Linked DNA regions of Mus musculus: region 1 is linked to region 2. Evidence: chromatin contacts called from public HiChIP or PLAC-seq data. All regions are on one chromosome and are shown on one strand. Each heading gives the region's core, a stretch centred on a gene start, on an enhancer-like site or on the middle of the called end of the contact. The rest is flanking DNA. Distances are from core to core; before and after follow the strand shown.

Region 1 (4,902 bases), core at 1,373-3,872, 100 kb before region 2:
TCCAACACGGCAAGATGGAGTAACAGGGTGACAACGTCTGCAAGAAGAGCCATCAATAAACAATTTAATGGTGTGAAAGAATCTATCAAGAGCAGATGTACAGAGCTGCAGGCAAGTGTTCAGAACAGAAGATTTGCTCTACAGTAGAACAAATTCAAAGAACTCAAATTTCAAATGTTCTGACCTAAAAGGTTTTATCAGCACTGTATGCGGCGGCTCCGATGTCTCCGATGCAGTGGACCAGGCTCAGTGAAGATGAGGGTCCACCGATGAAGAAACTGGACTACTGTATGAGGACCAGCATGCCTGGCCTCCATGTTAAATTTGCTAACAAGTATTAAAATTCAGTGTAAAAAACAAAGCCACAAAAACATGCTCATAACGAGAGGAATGAGAAAGGCAACGGAAGCCCAGAGAAGTCACTGCTCAGAGTGGTTCTCCTCACATACTCAGGTGTGGGTACAATCATTTTGAAACAGTTTCGAAATGAAATTTACTCTTAGCTGTTCATCTGAAGTCAAAAAAACAATGTCCCCTCACCCCTGGCTCTGGCCTTTCTTCTTCACAGAAAGAACTGTACAACATAAATGTCCTTCTGGCCAGATTTTTTTCCCCCTAACGTTCTTCTGTCTTTCGTACCGAATCTAAACTACCCACAGATTCTGGCATATGTCTACAATTTGCAAGTTGGTTTCTTTTGTATCATTATACGTACAGTCAACCACAACTATAGACAAACAGCAGGGTGTTAGAAGAGGGGGCCAAGTCTTACTACATGAATTACTGCTGGAAAAATAAAGCACGTGGTTGTTATTGAATAAAATGCTTGCTAGGTACCACTGTCCAACTGCTACCCAGTGTGGCAGTCTCACTTTATAGAGTAATCTAAGTTGTGTAAGGCAGGAGAGTCATGTTTGGCCTCGTCTTTGACACTCTGGGATTCCTAGTGTGGGTGTTTTATGCCCTGGATCAACTCAGAAAAATTCAAGAATATTCATGCAAGGGAAAGAAACAAACAACTTCTGGGGAAAAAAAAAAAAAAAACAACAAAGCAGCTTTGGACTTTTAGGCCGAGTATTCGTGTTTTTCAAACCTAAAGGGGATGGAGGCTGTATTGGACCCGCATATGGTGTACAGGAGAAGCTGATGTCTGCAGATGTGCAAGCAGCATTAGGGACAGGAGCCTGACCAAGTCTCCCTATCCAAAGCCATGCTCCTCACAGAGTGACCAAGCACTGGCAAAAGTACAGAAGCCACCCCAGTACAGGAAGCCTAAGACTGGCCCCAAGGTGCTCAGGTCTGAGGTCTATTGTGAGCTCTAGGCTGGATGCAGCCAGGAAGCCTTTGTGTAGCTGTGGAATGCACAGTCCCTTGCAAGGTGTGGGTCTGAGTCTATTCAGCTTCTTCCTCAGGAACTGGCATGGACGCTAGTGACCCCAGGACAGCTGCTGCCTAACATCACAAAGGCATCAAGTCACTGCTAAAAATTTCACAAAAATAAACCTGCTCAACTTCTGGCCAGTTTGTATCTCGCTTTGCATAGGTACAATGGGTCCATTTAGAAAAGTCCAGACTTGTTTTGTTGAAATGATAATGCATTCTAAGTGTTCTGATTATTTCATCTCTAGTAGAAAATGCCGTAGAGACCTTCCTTCTTCCTCAGATCCAATTGGAACTGTATGAATTATCTTGGAACCTACCAATAGTTGATTTTTTTAAGAGGAAGAAATGAAGCTAGGTTTCCATCTTAAGAGAAAATTTTCCTACGTAATTAAATTACATAACTGAATTTTTAAAAAGAGAAACTTTTCAAAAAAAAAAAAAAAAAAAAAAAACAAGGCACCACAGCACATATTCCCGTTCCCAACCATCGCTTTGCTGTTAACACGCCAACTAAAACGGTCATTATTCCAAAGCCAGGCAAGACTCTAGTTTACACAATGCATGAATCAATACACCATAGTCCACCCCCTAAATATGTTCAATTATAAAATGGAAACAAATAAAACTCAAACTAACCTGAAAAAAAAAAAGTGGCTACAGGTCCCTCAACGTGAGGAGACCCAGAAATCACTCACTTTAACGCCACAAGCTGAGAACCACTTGCCCCGCTCATTTCCAGCTTAGCTTCTTAATTCAGACCTTTGCGAGGAGGAATAATCACGGCCGGCCGAGGCAGAAATACAACGAACACACTGTGCACTGCAGGGCGATGCAAACAAATGCCGTCAAAGTCAGGGGAGAGTGCGGCCTCTGCTCTCTGCTCTGGGTTCCCATCTGAGCAGAGCCTGAACGTGCAGCTGTCTAGAACCTCAACTTAACCTGTTGAACATTCCCAGACAAAGCCAGAGCCAGCCACCGCGCGTTGCTGTTTTCCTGCTGGAGTGAGTGTCCTTCAAGCTCTCCCTGCTGCAGGGCAGGGTGTCTCTGCGGATCTTTTCTCCAGGACCTGCCAGGAACTATAATCCCGAAGCCCTGGAATGCACTCCAAGTAGAAACGCCCTCATCCCAAAGCCCTGGAACGCACTCTGAGTAGAAACGCCCTCAGCAAGGGAGAACAAAGCAGCAAAGTCCCGGACAGGGTGCAGGGGCAGACAAGGGAGCCGTGGCCTCCTTACCTTGACCTGGGACCTGCACCTGCCGGCGTAGGCTGATAAGGGCCGCTCGCCCCGCCCTCTCTGCTCTAGCCAATCCACAAGGCCGCCCCGCCCTAACATCCCCGCCCCCCGCAATTCCACAAATTAGGCGTTCGCCTCCCACCCCGCACTTACTCAACATACAGACCAGTCCCAGTACAGCCTGTGATTCAAATGAGAACAAAGGCGGGCTTAGCATGGCACTTTCCTTCCAATTCACTAAAGTGAGGCCCCCTCATTACACTGGGTCCCATGAACACTTCCTTGAAGATCTTTCCAGTTAGAACCGGGATGAAAAACAATCTGATTTTTCCCGCGGAGCAAAACATTCCTGGGTCACCTGGAAGCAGCGTGTAGGTCTAGGAGGGAGGGCAGAAGAAGAAAAAGCTGCCCAGCCGGTTTCTGGTAAACAATCTGCATAATTGCTAATTAGGAGTGGGGGGTGGGGGCGACTGCCAACCTCTCACACCAAATCATTAGGAACAGTTAGTTACCTGAAAGAGGAAGGGGAAAGGGGCGCCAGAAATAAGTTTCCTGGGTTTGCCACCAGCTCTGATGAAGAACACTCCCAGGACATACCACTGGCATTCTGGTCACGAGGGAAGATCGATTCCAACAACAGAATCACTTCATTCGCCACCGTCCCTAGCACTGCTTCTTCAAACCTGATTATCATTGCACGCACAGTTGTTTACCAGAATGGTGAAGCGGGCATTTGAAGATATGACGCAAACAAAACGATAAGGGTTTCCTCCAAACAAGCAAAATGCATCGGGCAGAATCCCATTTACAATTTTAAGTATTAAAATTCCACTCCAGTTTTAGATGCTGAGTGGAATTTCAGGGACTAGAACCATACCCTTAAAAAATGCTTAGAAAAAAAACAGCATCACATGCTACCTGCCAGTCCTGGTTTGATCCAAGTCATCTTCGCCCATTTAGAACTGTCGGGAAGCTTACAGGGTAAATTTGTAAGAAGCGTTTTTATTTTATTTTTAAGTTTCAGGCAATGAACTACTGTCTGGGAGGAAGAAATAAAAACCTTGACTCTAAACAACCCAGAACAAATACGTTATACAAGTCTTTCAGTGTGACCTGGCCCACAATAGACTTTAAAATGTAAAAATTTTAGTTAGTTACGGTTTCCGTCTTATTCTAGGCTTTCACTAGGATATATTCCAGTTTCAGATGAGGGATCCATAGCCCAAGACTATGGAAAATTAATACAGCATTTTGTTTTCTTGCAAAACACCATTTTTGTTTAGCAGCTAAGCACAATTTAAAGCTTAACTGTAGCAACCATTTTAAGTCTTTTTAAAAGATACAAGCAAACAGACCAAAAAAAAAATCCAAAATACAAGTAATTTCTAGATTAAACAGTATAAATAAATCGTTAAGACAAATGCAAACCAAAATCAGCGTATCTATCTCAGCTCAAAGCTTTAATACAAAAAACCAGGAGCCTGGTACATAAAAATACAGAAGGGACTTCCAAACACCTGCTTTCTAGGTCAAATCAACAGTGAACAACGGTCAGGGAGACCTCCCCTTTAGAGAAAAATAGTTCCCCCAGACTTATCTTTTCCAAATTCTTCAGTCAAATTTAGAAATCAAAGTTTTGGCTAGATAGGTCTCCTTTTGTGCAAGAGAGCGCTTTTCTTTATTAAAAATGTTAATATTTTAAATAACAAGAATCATTACAAATCATAATTTCTCAAAGTAGTTTTCATTTTGAAAAAGCAAGCAATATAAATACACAACAAAGAGACAGGGCGAGAAGCTCTACAGAACTCCCCAAAATGTTCCTGTAAAGGTTGACTTTAAGCAGCCTTGCGCCAATGCTCAGGGTTTGATTTTAAAAGCAAAAGTCTGTTGGAGATTGAACTAACACACTCTCTCTCACTCTCGCTCTCCTCTTGCTCTCTCACTCTCTCTCTCACTCTCTCTCTCTCCTCCTTTCCCTCTGCCCTCCAACCCCAACCATCAGGCTACCTGCATCTCTCAGTCATCCTGTTTAAGTGCTACGCGGAGTGAAGGACAAAAAGTAGAAGCCAATGATCCTGCTAGAGGAGGAGGCGGCTGTGATGTGGAACATCCGAAAGTGGGAGCACCTCAAACAGATACACCTTCGGGTATCAGGTCACCTGGCCCCGCCTCTGGAACCTGCCGGCCATCCCGGCAGCACAGCTCCTGCACTGACACAGACCAGGGAACTGGGGCTAAGGCAAAACCTGACGTTCCAAAGTAGAGGCGACGACTTGCATTT
Region 2 (5,191 bases), core at 2,482-4,981:
ATTTATCTGCTAAGGGCGAAGAAAAAGAGAGTGTTTCTGTAGATAATAGAAGTCAGAGGCAACAAAGAGTGAGGTGGGTGCTTGTGGAGGAGGGCTCTAAACGCGTCCACATTGGGCAGAGAGCCCCAAAACAATGTCTGCCCAAACAAACAAAACTTATTTGACCCTTTGATAATCAATAATGCTAGCACTCAGAGAGCTTAAGTCCTAGAAAGAATATACAGCATGTCTGAGGCAGCCTGAAGACAGAGGCAACAGGGGGAGGGGGTGGGTGAGGAGGAGGAGGAGGAGGAGGAGGAGGAGGAGGAGGAGGAGGAGGAGGAGGAGGAGGAGGAGGAGGAGAGGTCAGCCTGGAATTGGTAAGGAAGAAGCCACTGATTGGAAGGTAGACTGTCTCATAGCCCAAGTCACATGCACCCTAGAGAGGAGAGGGACATCAGGAAGGCATATATCTATCCAAAGCACCAGTTAGGGGCTCTTGAGGGGAGAGATTTTCTCAGGCTGGCTTGTGTCATTTTGCCAACTGATATGTCTACACACACCATGAGAAAACTGCCACATTCTTCAGAAATTAGAAATACCAATTTTAAGAAAATCTGAGAGGTGAAAACTTCCAGGATTCCATGAGAAGAGTTTTAATGAGCATGCTCTATGGCTGTAGATTAGAAGCTGGGAGCTGAGGCATCATGCACATTTGCAGATGGCTTGCACTTCAGCTCTGGACAGAATTACAATGTGCCTCCCACCCCACTATCAGGGATAGTGTTTCTGTGGCCTCTGGGTAATGCATTCATACGAAGGTAGACAGGATGCCTTTATCTATCTAGCACGATAGTGGCTATGGTGGCTCAGAGAAGGCGTTCCAGCAGCCTTCTGCTTTCTTAGCTTGAGCATTACTTTAAGAATTAATCCCAAAATAAGCAGCAGTAATAAATCACAAACAATCAATCAAACAACAACAATAAAACAAAATAGAGAGGCTTCTTCAGGCTGTGCCTTGTAGTTTGTCCACCACTTGTGGCTTGTCAGAAACCCTTAACCAGTTGAGAAGATTCGTGATCCAGCTGTACTGAGAGTTGAGGGACTAGGAGCCGTGCAGAAATTCCCTAGCATCTGGATAGTGCTGTGCTGCTGGCGTGAGAAAACTGGCAGTTCTGTCTAGGGCTGGCAGATGGGTGAGAGTGAGAGAGTGCCACTGTGTCTCTGCTAGGGAAAAGCCTCTAAACAGCCAACACACACACACACACACACACACACACACACACACACACACACACACACACTCTATCATGGATTTAGCAATAAGTCCCCTAATATTTGCAACTCAGGGTAAGTGACTGCTTTCAGAGCTGTGACCACCTTAGAGGTAGGAAGGAATTTACAAGACCCTGTTGGAGCTCAGATGATATTCATAGGAAAGTCAGTGGAAGACTCATTGGATGAAACGAATCAGCAGTCAATGTAAGGTGCCAAGGATAAGATGCATGTCCAACACTGGGAGTATCGAGGCTGGCAGCAGCTGGTCACAGGGTACAGGAAGGTAATCCCAGCACTTAGAGTGGAGGCAGGAAGATCACAATGCAAGGACAGCCTGGGAAACTTACTCAGACTCAAGATTCTTACTAGTTCTAGTCTTAAGTCGTGGGAGTATAAATCAGTGGCATGCACACAGTGGCACAGGTGCGTGTGCATGCAGTGATGACAAAATAAGGTCTCAAATTCTTGCTGTGTCTCTTCTTACTTTGTAATTCTTTACTGTGTAAACCCAGCAAGATGCCATTTTCTTTGATGGGGTGATTGGTGTTGCCCACACACAATCCTTGGACATGTGGCCTTCTGACTTGATTTTTTTTTTCTGCGCAATTGCAGGCAGAGCCATGACAAGGGGGCACAGAGTGACAGCAGTGACACTGCGTACATTTTGTCTCTAAGGCTCACATGGCTCTTTATCCATCTTTCAAGATGGTGGAGTAGCTTGACAAAAAAAGGCACTATCTCTGATCACGGTACTGTTTAAAGGGGTTCTTTCTCAGGGTCACCTGCACAGTGAGACACAATCTTAGAACAGGTTTGTATCCCTTTCTTAGTATGCCCTTCCTGTTTTCCATGTCAGTATCTTGAGGTTCTCTGGGTTCATTTTAGGGAGAACCACAGGGGACAGGACTAAGTTGAAGCCAATCAAGTAATTCCTCTGCAGCGAACTTGCAGCGATGACTGTTCTCTGTATCTGTCTGCAAAGAATCCTTCAAATGCATTGTTTCAGACAGCCTAAATTTAGGACAACACGGTTTCTGAATATTAAGACAAAGAAAAATAAATAAAAGCCACAAGAAGCCTTGTAGTTCAAATATCTAAAATACTCCCAACTCCTCTCACTATGGAAAAGACAATTGCCTGCAAGTGGGTGGATCACATCTCCGCGGAGGCCAGGGCTGCAAAGGAGCTTCTGAGGGGCAGTGTAACTCAGTTTACGAACTGGAGACATTCTGCAAGATGATGTGGGTGCTCTTCTCCACACCAAAGGACCATGACCAGGCAGAATCACAACCGTCTGGGGACTTAAACATGGAGAATGGAGAAGGTCTCTTAATTTGAGAAGAGGAATCTGGGGCTGAAGAATTTACAGTTCATACAGCTTGCTCTTAGCTGTGGCAGGACCCCATGTTGCCTCCACAGTGATGCCTCCTGAGCTAGCTTCTACGTGCATAGCTATTTACCTAGGATCCTTTGCTGGACCATCTGACAACTTTGCTTGCCTCTTCGTTTCCTGGGTAGCTGGAGTATACTCACATGAGTACTGGTCAGGATGAATAGTCTCTTTCCCATAAGCTCCTGCCTTCCACTGATAGGAAATACTCCTATACGCAACATCTCAAAGTCAGCACGTGCAACAACAGAATCTTTATTAACACCGGTTCTTCCATCTACATAAATGTCATCACCATCTACCCAAGCACTCACCGCAAAGCCCCAGTCATTCTGGGTACTCACTGCCCTTGTCTCCACAGTAAAGCATCTGCTGGCTGTGTATCTACACACATCCACACATTCACTTATGTACAGGTGTACACACACACACACAGCTCACTGCTCTACCAGACCTTCCCTCTGCCCTGCACCTCTGCTCCTCTACACAGGAAAGAGCAGGTGACCCAGGATCCCTGCACACCAGAGATTAGCTAGCTTCTGACCAATGTGAGGTAGAGTCCCTCTTGACTCAAGGCTCTGCCATTTTCTGTTCCCAAGGCACAGCAAAGCTCTTTTCACTGTTCTTGCTAAGTGGAAGCTCCTTGAGAGCAGGCACCACGTTCACACTGTGAGGGCAGCCACACTTGGTCAGCGGTTCACACAGGCTCGCCAGAGGTTGGTTAAGGGAAAAGATACAGGCACAGTGGCAGAGCAGAATGGCAGAGCTTCTGGTTCCTGGCTCCTGTCTGGTTGTGCTTTACAACTGTTCTAGCTGTTTCTCCTAAACAATGGATGAGTGAGCCTGGGAGGTGACAGTTGTCACGCCGGCAAGGAGCCTGCCTCGGCAAAGGCAGCACTGCACGAAAGCACCAGCCAGCCTTGCCCTAGGGTCTAGCAGGCTCTGGCTTTGCCTCCCAGCATGCTCCAGGCCCAACACGGGAGCAGGTGCTTACTTAGAAGCACGTAACAACAGCAGAAGCGCCCACGGCAGGCCCCTGCCCAGAGGGAGCAGGTTGCCCTCAGGGAGTCATGTACAATGGGCTGAGAAAGGGGAAATTCCTACATGGGCCACCCAGCCCACTGACTGCAGACTTTAAACACTTGATTCCCCTTATCAGGGGCTGCATGGAACCTTCTGTAGCAACTTTGGTGCTCCTGGGGCTAGGCAAGAGGCTACAGGTAAGTATTTATAGCACAAAAACACCAAAGGAGAGAGGACAGAACTGGGAAAATGGCACGAAGTAATCCTACAAGTGCCATGTGCAGTCTCAGAACACCACCCAGGAGCTGGGAGTGCAGAGAGCAATGGCGGTTTCCTGCTGGGCAACAACTGAACAAAAGGCCCATTGACATGCACATCTGTTACTACTAAACACAAAGTAGTCAATATTTTCTTACACATTTTCCCCTTTGGCTTTAAAGGGTTACTGTCTGACAAACTGCCGAACCCTAACCTTTTTCACATCCACAGTTACCACATAAAGTGACTATTAGAACTTCAAGTGAGGAATTTAGTGCCGGAAATGGCCTCATGCTAGCTGTTATTTCTGTCTGTCGTCTCTCTCTCTCTCTCTCTCCCTGACTAGAGAGACACTAGGAAGTTTTCAAAAGGCAAATCAAAACCCACACTCAGAGAGACTTAAAAGATAGCAATCATGTCCCTAGTGTGAGGAACCCAAGCCCTGTTTGATTTTAAAAGCAAAAAGGAAGGAAGGAAAGGAGGGAGGGAGGGAGGGAGGGAGGGAGGGAGGGAGGGAGGGAGGGAGGGAAGAAAGGAGGGAGGGAGGGAGGGAAGAAAGGAGGGAGGGAGGGAGAGAGGGAGGAAGGGAAGATGAGGTGGTGGGAAGCATTGGTGCCTTACCTTAACACCTGCATTCCCTCTGGGGAGTTCCGAAGCTCATCCTGCAGGCGGTGCCAGCGCAGGCAAGCCCTCAGCTCCTGCTGCTCCAGGGCCTCATGGGGGGGCAGCTGCGTGGGACACAGACACAAAGAATGTGCACAGCAGTCATGTGTTGGGTCAGGTTTTTCTCAGCAAAGGATTTGCTTTGTTTCACTGGGGGACAACTGGGCCTACTCGGCTCCTCGCTTTCCATCAGAAGACAACCAACTGGTCCTCCAAGGAGCACTGAGCAAGCTGTACAGCCCCTGCACTGATGGTGCAGCTGGCCCTGTCCTTTGAGTCCCTGGCCCTGGAAACTACTCCAGTCCAGAATACTCACCTGAAATGGGGTCTTCCCCACAAACCATTTCTCTTTTGATTCCGTCCAGCCTTCCTTCCCTGCCTTGTGCTTCTGCACGGGGAGGGGAAAGGCCCCTCCTCCACTTACCTCTTCTTTTTCCCAACCCTCAATTTTGTTAAGGACTGTTTATAGTGGAGCTTGCTAATGTAATCCAGATGACTCTGTTTGCATAGATCCAGAAAAAAAAAAGTATTACTGTCTGGACTCAATTTGGAGGCAGGGGAGGCCATCACACTGCTCCAGAGAGTCAGAATTGGCTGCTG

Evidence for each region. HiChIP or PLAC-seq counts read pairs in DNA pulled down with a chosen protein or histone mark.
Region 1: a contact with region 2 is called in an H3K27ac HiChIP or PLAC-seq map of embryonic stem cells, with 17 read pairs. The contact joins two enhancer-like sites. A contact is called at or near these places in 3 of 484 Hi-C or Micro-C datasets (Th1 cells and embryonic fibroblasts), 7 of 115 datasets of contacts at active chromatin or transcription factors (CD8 T cells, Th17 cells, effector CD8 T cells and 3 more) and 2 of 9 other capture datasets (adipose tissue and liver).

Annotation. Positions count from the first base shown.
Region 1 is chr13:63,270,526-63,275,427 of GRCm38.p6, reverse strand. All of the region lies in intron 13 of Aopep (aminopeptidase O), which reads right to left. Among named protein-coding and RNA genes, the nearest start is that of Gm16907, 24 kb to the left of the region's middle. Within about 2 kb of position 2,622, at least 166 of the 459 cell types and tissues checked have an H3K27ac peak or open chromatin away from gene starts, as enhancers often do. A contact at or near this core is called in embryonic stem cells, where this site is marked.
Region 2 is chr13:63,170,406-63,175,596 of GRCm38.p6, reverse strand. It overlaps Aopep (aminopeptidase O), which reads right to left. Exons shown (of 16, transcript NM_001289926.1): 7 at 4,550-4,656. Among named protein-coding and RNA genes, the nearest start is that of Gm30409, 41 kb to the right of the region's middle. Within about 2 kb of position 3,731, at least 58 of the 459 cell types and tissues checked have an H3K27ac peak or open chromatin away from gene starts, as enhancers often do. A contact at or near this core is called in embryonic stem cells, where this site is marked.